Linked DNA regions of Mus musculus: region 2 is linked to region 1. The links are chromatin contacts, called in public HiChIP or PLAC-seq maps. All regions are on one chromosome and are shown on one strand. Each heading gives the region's core, a stretch centred on a gene start, on an enhancer-like site or on the middle of the called end of the contact. The rest is flanking DNA. Distances are from core to core; before and after follow the strand shown.

Region 1 (3,030 bases), core at 159-2,658:
TGTATAGGTCATCACGGAGAGCATGCTGGTGCTCTTAACTACTGTGCTGTCTTTCCAGCCCCCGAATGCTGTATCTGGGTGATGGAATTGGTTTCGTTATCTGGTGATTCATGTTTGCATGCATTATTTGATTTGGGGGTTTTGGTTTTGAGTCACTGTGATGGCTCAGGCCTGATCCGCACCCTCATTTGTGGACCTAGTTAGCTGTGTCCGCATTCTCTGGCTGTACGGACTCATAATGGAATGCGGGTGTCTTCTGACGGAACTGGGGATTTAGAGCGATCGGCTAACAGCCGCCAAACAAGGCCTGCCTCCGGGCTTTCCCACCTTTGCCACTGTTTCGCCTAGGACTCTCCCTTGCTTGGAACTGGAGACCTTACTGAAGTGCCACACATCCTGTACCAACTTCGTATGCGGCACCGCACTGAAGTTCGAGGATCTGAAGCGAGTTGCAGTAAGATCTAACTCACTTTCTCTGTCCCTTCCCTAAGCCATGTTGCTTTGCCAGAAGCCAACAGTCCAGGTTTGACCGTAGGAGAACGCAGCTTCCATGATTTTAGAAACTGATAGTGTAATAACTGACTAACGAATCCTTCTTGACCTGTACCAAGTCAACCTCAATGTTGATCTATTCCATCAAATTCTCTATGGGATTTTATTTTATTACTTAAGAGGTCCGGAGAAGGTTACAGATAACAAAGGCGTATATTCTTTTACCTCTTTTCTTTTTAAAAGTATTTTTAAGAAAACATTTATTTGCACAGTATATGGTGCAACCCCCCCCCTTTGTTTTTATGTATTCTTTAAGGATTTTATATATACATAGCATATGTTTTACTTATAGTCACTCCACTCCCCATCCAGCTCTTTCTGGATTCCTCCATGACTCACTCCCTCTCAGCTCTCTCTCTCTCTCCCTAATCCAACCTGTGCTGCCCATATACACATGGGTATGGGATCCTTGACTGGCTCAAGGTCAACCCCAGGAACCACACCCCTAAGAAAAACTGACTCCCTAGTAGCCATTAACTGTCAATGGCTCCTCTGCTTTTGGCTTGTGTGCTCCTCCACAATCCGGGCTGACTTGTTCACTGGCTCCCTCCTGTATAGGTCTTATGTAGGCAAGAAAAGCTACCATGAGTTCATAGGTGCAACAGCCCTGTCATGCCCAGAAGATACTGTTTTGTCCCGGAACTCCTCAGCCTTTGGCTCTAAGGATCTTTCCACGATGCACTTTGGCTATGTTCTGAGCCTTTGGGGTGAAAGGGTGTGATACAGATGTCCACTTTGTGGCTAATCATTTGACAGACACTTAATCTCTGCACGTTGACCAGTTGTTAGTGTATGTTTTGATTGCTGTCCACTCCATAAACTTCTCTGATAAGAAGCTACACTTAGCTATGGGTATAGAAATGATGCATTCAGAAGGTGTTTTGATAGTATGTCCATTTAGCAAGAGTAGATTCTCCCCTGGTGCCTGTGAGCTTCCGGCCATGGGTTTGTGCCACAGACCCTCTAGGTCCCTGGTCTGTGAAGAACGGGATTTCTTAGGCAGATGGGCAAAGAAGTCGGGTGAAAAGTGACAGACAGATACACAGGTGGTGTTGGATCTGAATGTAATGTTCTGGTTGAGCTTCAGACTTATATTACAACGAATTATCAGAGGATACAAATCACAAAAAGACAAGATACACTGAAATTCACCAGTTACAGCAGAAAGGAATTTACAGGGACTAATTAAATGTTTACATTAGGGATAACAAGCCCTGCCTAGGATCAGCCTAATGCCAGGCAAGAATTTCACACTTTAAGGTTAAAAGCATCAGGGGGTTGTTAACTCTTGACAGGCCTTAAGAGTAATGCACTATCACAGAGCTCTAAATTCTTAGGTCTAATAAAACTTATCTTGTCTGGAGAGTTTCCCCTTATCAGGGTAGTATATCAACTTATACTTGACATGGAATGTAGCCTGTAGTAAAAGATTTCTATCTCAGTGAGACTTTTAGTCTCTATCTACAGACAGCTGAGTAAATAGCAGATGTTTATATTGTTTTATGATGCAGCTTAATTAGTTACTGAATAGGTTAAACTCCTTGCTGCTATCTGGAATCTAAGAACACTGGAAAAAGGCTTTAGCTATGTTAGAATACAATCTTAAAAGGCATTTACTATAAGGTAATACTATATAGAGTGCACGTGAATCTATACACTAGATTAATGTGGTGGAAATTTGAATATAATGGGTTAGGGAAAGAGATGCCATAACTCTGGGAGGAAAATTTCCCTGGACTCTTATCCTCGTGAAACAGCTTCCAGGCTTTTCGCCTGACAAACCGATCCAAACTGGAGAGTTGGCTTTCGCCAGAATATCCAGGAGGAGAGTCCTAGAAATTCATTTCTCATGAGCAGCTTTTTGGCATTTCTGCCTCACAAGCTGACTCCACCAGAGTATCCTGACAGGTTTGGGTTTACAGTAACAGCTTCTTTCTATTCCCAGGCCTTAAGTCTAACCACAGTTGATTATTCCTGTATCATTCATACCACCATTACGTCCATGGGCATAGTTTGCTAGGCCAGCTAATACTGTAGCTTGCAAGGCTCATAGCTGGGGAAGCCTTTTCTGCTGATGGCTCCTCCCAACCCAGATCCCCTTCTTAAATATTGGTAATGCCTTAATAAGTTAAACCTGAAGACAAATAGCAGAAATCACAGCAAGGGCAAGGCTATAAAAAATGAACAAGGGCCAAGTGACTAGTAAAGTTTGATGTTAACTCAAAATTGGCTACCTGGTATCTAAGTAACTAACCTGAATAATTCCACTTAAAGCAAAGGTTTACAGCAGTAGTTCTCAACCAGTGGCTTGCATCCCTTTTGGGGGGGGAGGTCTAATGACCTTTTTACAGGGGTTACCTAAAACCATAGGAAAGCACAGATATTGGCATTACTATTCATGACAGTAGCAAAATACAGTTGTGAAATAGCAATAAAAATAATTTTATAGTTGGAGCTCAACTATAGATTTAATGCAGT
Region 2 (3,030 bases), core at 326-2,825, 140 kb after region 1:
TATCCTCAGAACTCTCGACTGAATTGTCAGCCAGAGGGGGAATCTCTTACAGAACAAAGGAGGGACGTTATAAACGGCTGGCAACCTAACAATGAGAGAACTGCAACAAACCTGGAAGTTATTCTTCACAGTACAAATTATTATGAATTATAGAATCCATAAATGCCAAAATTAGGAATGACAATGATATTTTAGTACATCTTAATTGCAAATAACTAAATCTATGGGAAAAAAGAAAACAAGTAAATTGTTATGAAAGTTAAGTGCCAGGTCTCTGATTGGCATCTGTGTACAGCCATTTTCTACATTTATAATAAGATGTCACTTAGAACATACTGAAATTATCCGTGACTAATGAGTCTTTGTAGAATACATATTCAATTAGGCTCCCGAGAAAACAAAAGAATGAACTCCTACCATTTGCTCTTCTGTACTGAGTTACAGTAACGACCCCGTGACTTGTTTGGAAATTGACAATAATGTTCTGATTCTGCTGCCTGATCATCAACGCAGACGAGAAAGAGAAAGTGCGATCACGCCTGGGCAGGAAAGGCTTCACTAAGCTCAGTCTTAGCCGAGAGTGGTAGAGCACACCTCTACACCTCTAACCCTGGTACTCAGGAGGCGGAGGCAGGAGGAGCTGAGGAAGTTCTGGGCCAGCCGAGGCTAAAAAGAGAGATGCCTCCAAATAAAAAAAAAATATGATCACTAAAGTATTCTAGTATGCAAGGCCTTAGGTTGGATCTCCAATACTGCAAAACTCCAGAAAAGCAAAAAACAAAACAAAACTAACAGAGTCAGACACTTTTAAAAGACGTCCCTTAGTTTGATTTGAAAACGTTCAGCATAATCCTTTAAATTAAATGAAGTACTTTAGTATAGTGAAGGAAACTCAGTTCACATTTCTAATACTTTCATAGTTAATCATATTCTGTAACAGCAAATGTCTGCTTCATTCAGAAAAGGTTGGCTGATTCACCACTGAAGCAGGTACGAGCTGGGGGCCGAGTAACCTAACGACTTGGCCCTGACTGTACTTTTGAAGTAGAAGACAGCCAATCATGAATGTACAGCTTATAGGGCAGAAACGGTGACTTTCATAAGATATAAATAGATTTAAATAATATAGGGCTATGATGCTAACTAACTTTTATTTGAGTATAAGTTAAATATTTATTATCAGTTTCTCCTGGATGACAACTAATGTCAATTTAAAAATATGAAAGGAAGAAATGAGTGAAAATATTATGAAATAATTTATAAAATGATTTAATTATATCAATTGATAACTCATTGATAATTTGTTGGGAAGAGTATACTAAAAAAGTCACAATATGAGGCTTTCATTTCTTTTCCCAAGGCCAAAATATTGGTATAAAACTTTTATAAGAAATACTTTTCACCTGTTAATCCCTTTAGCAACTTCTAGTGAGCTGACCTGTATTTTCTTTCCTTTTCTGGCACAGTTTTCTGCACTGAAGGAATGGCCTACATCCATGCTGCCCACTGGCCACGCCTGAACACTGAACAACTGAGAAATGATTAGAGTATCAAGTGGAGATGGAATTTCACCATGCAGCCCTGAATGGCCTCGCCTTGTAGAAAGCCTCTTACCCCAGCCTTTCAAGTGCTAGAATCACAGGCTATTACACATGGCAGGAGGTACAGACTTGGCCTAGAACCCACTCTGAGTAGATTAAAAAGAAGCTCGAAGTTAGGATAGCTAGGAACATTTACAGAGACCATGCTTAAAACACGGTCTGTGGTTTTGTACTCCTGCACTTTTGCTTCAGTTTTGAGACAGGCTGGATTTGCATTTTCTGTTGCCTCATCTGACTTCACACTTGTGATCCTGGTGCCTGAGCCTGCTGCTGGGATTATGGGTGTGTGCCACCATCCTGGCTTTCTAAGTTTTAGTTCTGGAAAGGAGAACAAGGTCTCTATTTCCTTAAAGCTGAATGTGGACGTCTCTACTTCAACGCTGCTTCCTTCTATGTGACTGACTCAGAAGTAAACTTCATCAGTGTGTGTGAGTGTGTGTGTGTGTGAGTATGTGTGAATGTGAGTATGAGGGGGGAGGGCAGGGTGTGCTTGCCAGCCGACAGACTTTGATTGATTGACTCTGGACTGGAGCCAGGTAGTCTTGTGCAATTTAGCCACATATTCTGCTACTGGAGCTAGGTTCCTTGGCCCAAAACACACCAACTTTTTACAGTACTAAAACATGCATATCTTTTTAAAACAAAGCAAAACCAACATTAAGTGTTTTTATGAGCCAGTTTCCCCATTCTCTGGCAGTCATCATGCGTGAAACAAGCGCCAGTGCGTGTGGTCTCTAACATGACTGCTACTTTCATGTTGCAAATGGAAAAATTCTGGGTCTAAAAAACTCACTACCAGTACAAGATGAAACCTTTGCAAGTTAAAGTTAAGAAAAAAGCCAAGGTAAAAACCGAAAACAAATCTCAGTATAGCAACTATTTCTGCAATACCTGGCACCTCTACCGATTTCCTTTTGAAATCACCTTTCCTCCGTTTTTAGCCGATCTGATTGCTTAATTACTGGAATATCTTGTTTCCTTCTCTCTTTGGGATTTGCAATAGTGTGTGTGTGTGTGAGCAACAAGTAGGGACAGTCTCGAGGTTTTTATTTTAGGAGACAGCACCTTAAAGGGTAAGAAAAATCTCATTCAACAGAAAAGTGTTTAGTGAGTAGAGCACTTGCCCTGGAGTGCACGAGGCCCTAGCTTCAATTCCTAGCACAAACCCCAAAAGCTGGCTTCACAGCATTGTTATAAAATAGACTTCCCAGTTATAAGCGTGTTTCCAGACTCTGAATCCTGAGACTGAGGTGCCAACAGGAAACAGCACGTACAGCAGAAATGGAGCACTATCCAGTCCCAGTAACGTGCTAGAGCCTTTGTAGAGAGGGATAAACAACCTATGCAGGAGAGGGTGGGAGATAACAGTAAGATGCCATCCTAATGAAACAGACTACACAAGGACTCACAGTGGTCCCCGAGGAGGCTT

What was found. HiChIP or PLAC-seq counts read pairs in DNA pulled down with a chosen protein or histone mark.
Region 2: a contact with region 1 is called in a FOXA1 HiChIP or PLAC-seq map of pancreatic cancer cells. The contact joins two enhancer-like sites. A contact is called at or near these places in 1 of 115 datasets of contacts at active chromatin or transcription factors (pancreatic cancer cells) and 1 of 9 other capture datasets (embryonic stem cells).

Annotation. Positions count from the first base shown.
Region 1 is chr8:25,886,358-25,889,387 of GRCm38.p6, forward strand. Kcnu1 (potassium channel, subfamily U, member 1) reads left to right here. Exons shown (of 27, transcript NM_008432.3): 11 at 349-454. Among named protein-coding and RNA genes, the nearest start is that of Kcnu1, 38 kb to the left of the region's middle. Within about 2 kb of position 1,409, at least 11 of the 459 cell types and tissues checked have an H3K27ac peak or open chromatin away from gene starts, as enhancers often do. A contact at or near this core is called in pancreatic cancer cells, where this site is marked.
Region 2 is chr8:26,021,901-26,024,930 of GRCm38.p6, forward strand. Hook3 (hook microtubule tethering protein 3) reads right to left here. Exons shown (of 22, transcript NM_207659.3): 22 at 1-3,030. Among named protein-coding and RNA genes, the nearest start is that of Fnta, 7.8 kb to the left of the region's middle. Within about 2 kb of position 1,576, at least 58 of the 459 cell types and tissues checked have an H3K27ac peak or open chromatin away from gene starts, as enhancers often do. A contact at or near this core is called in pancreatic cancer cells, where this site is marked.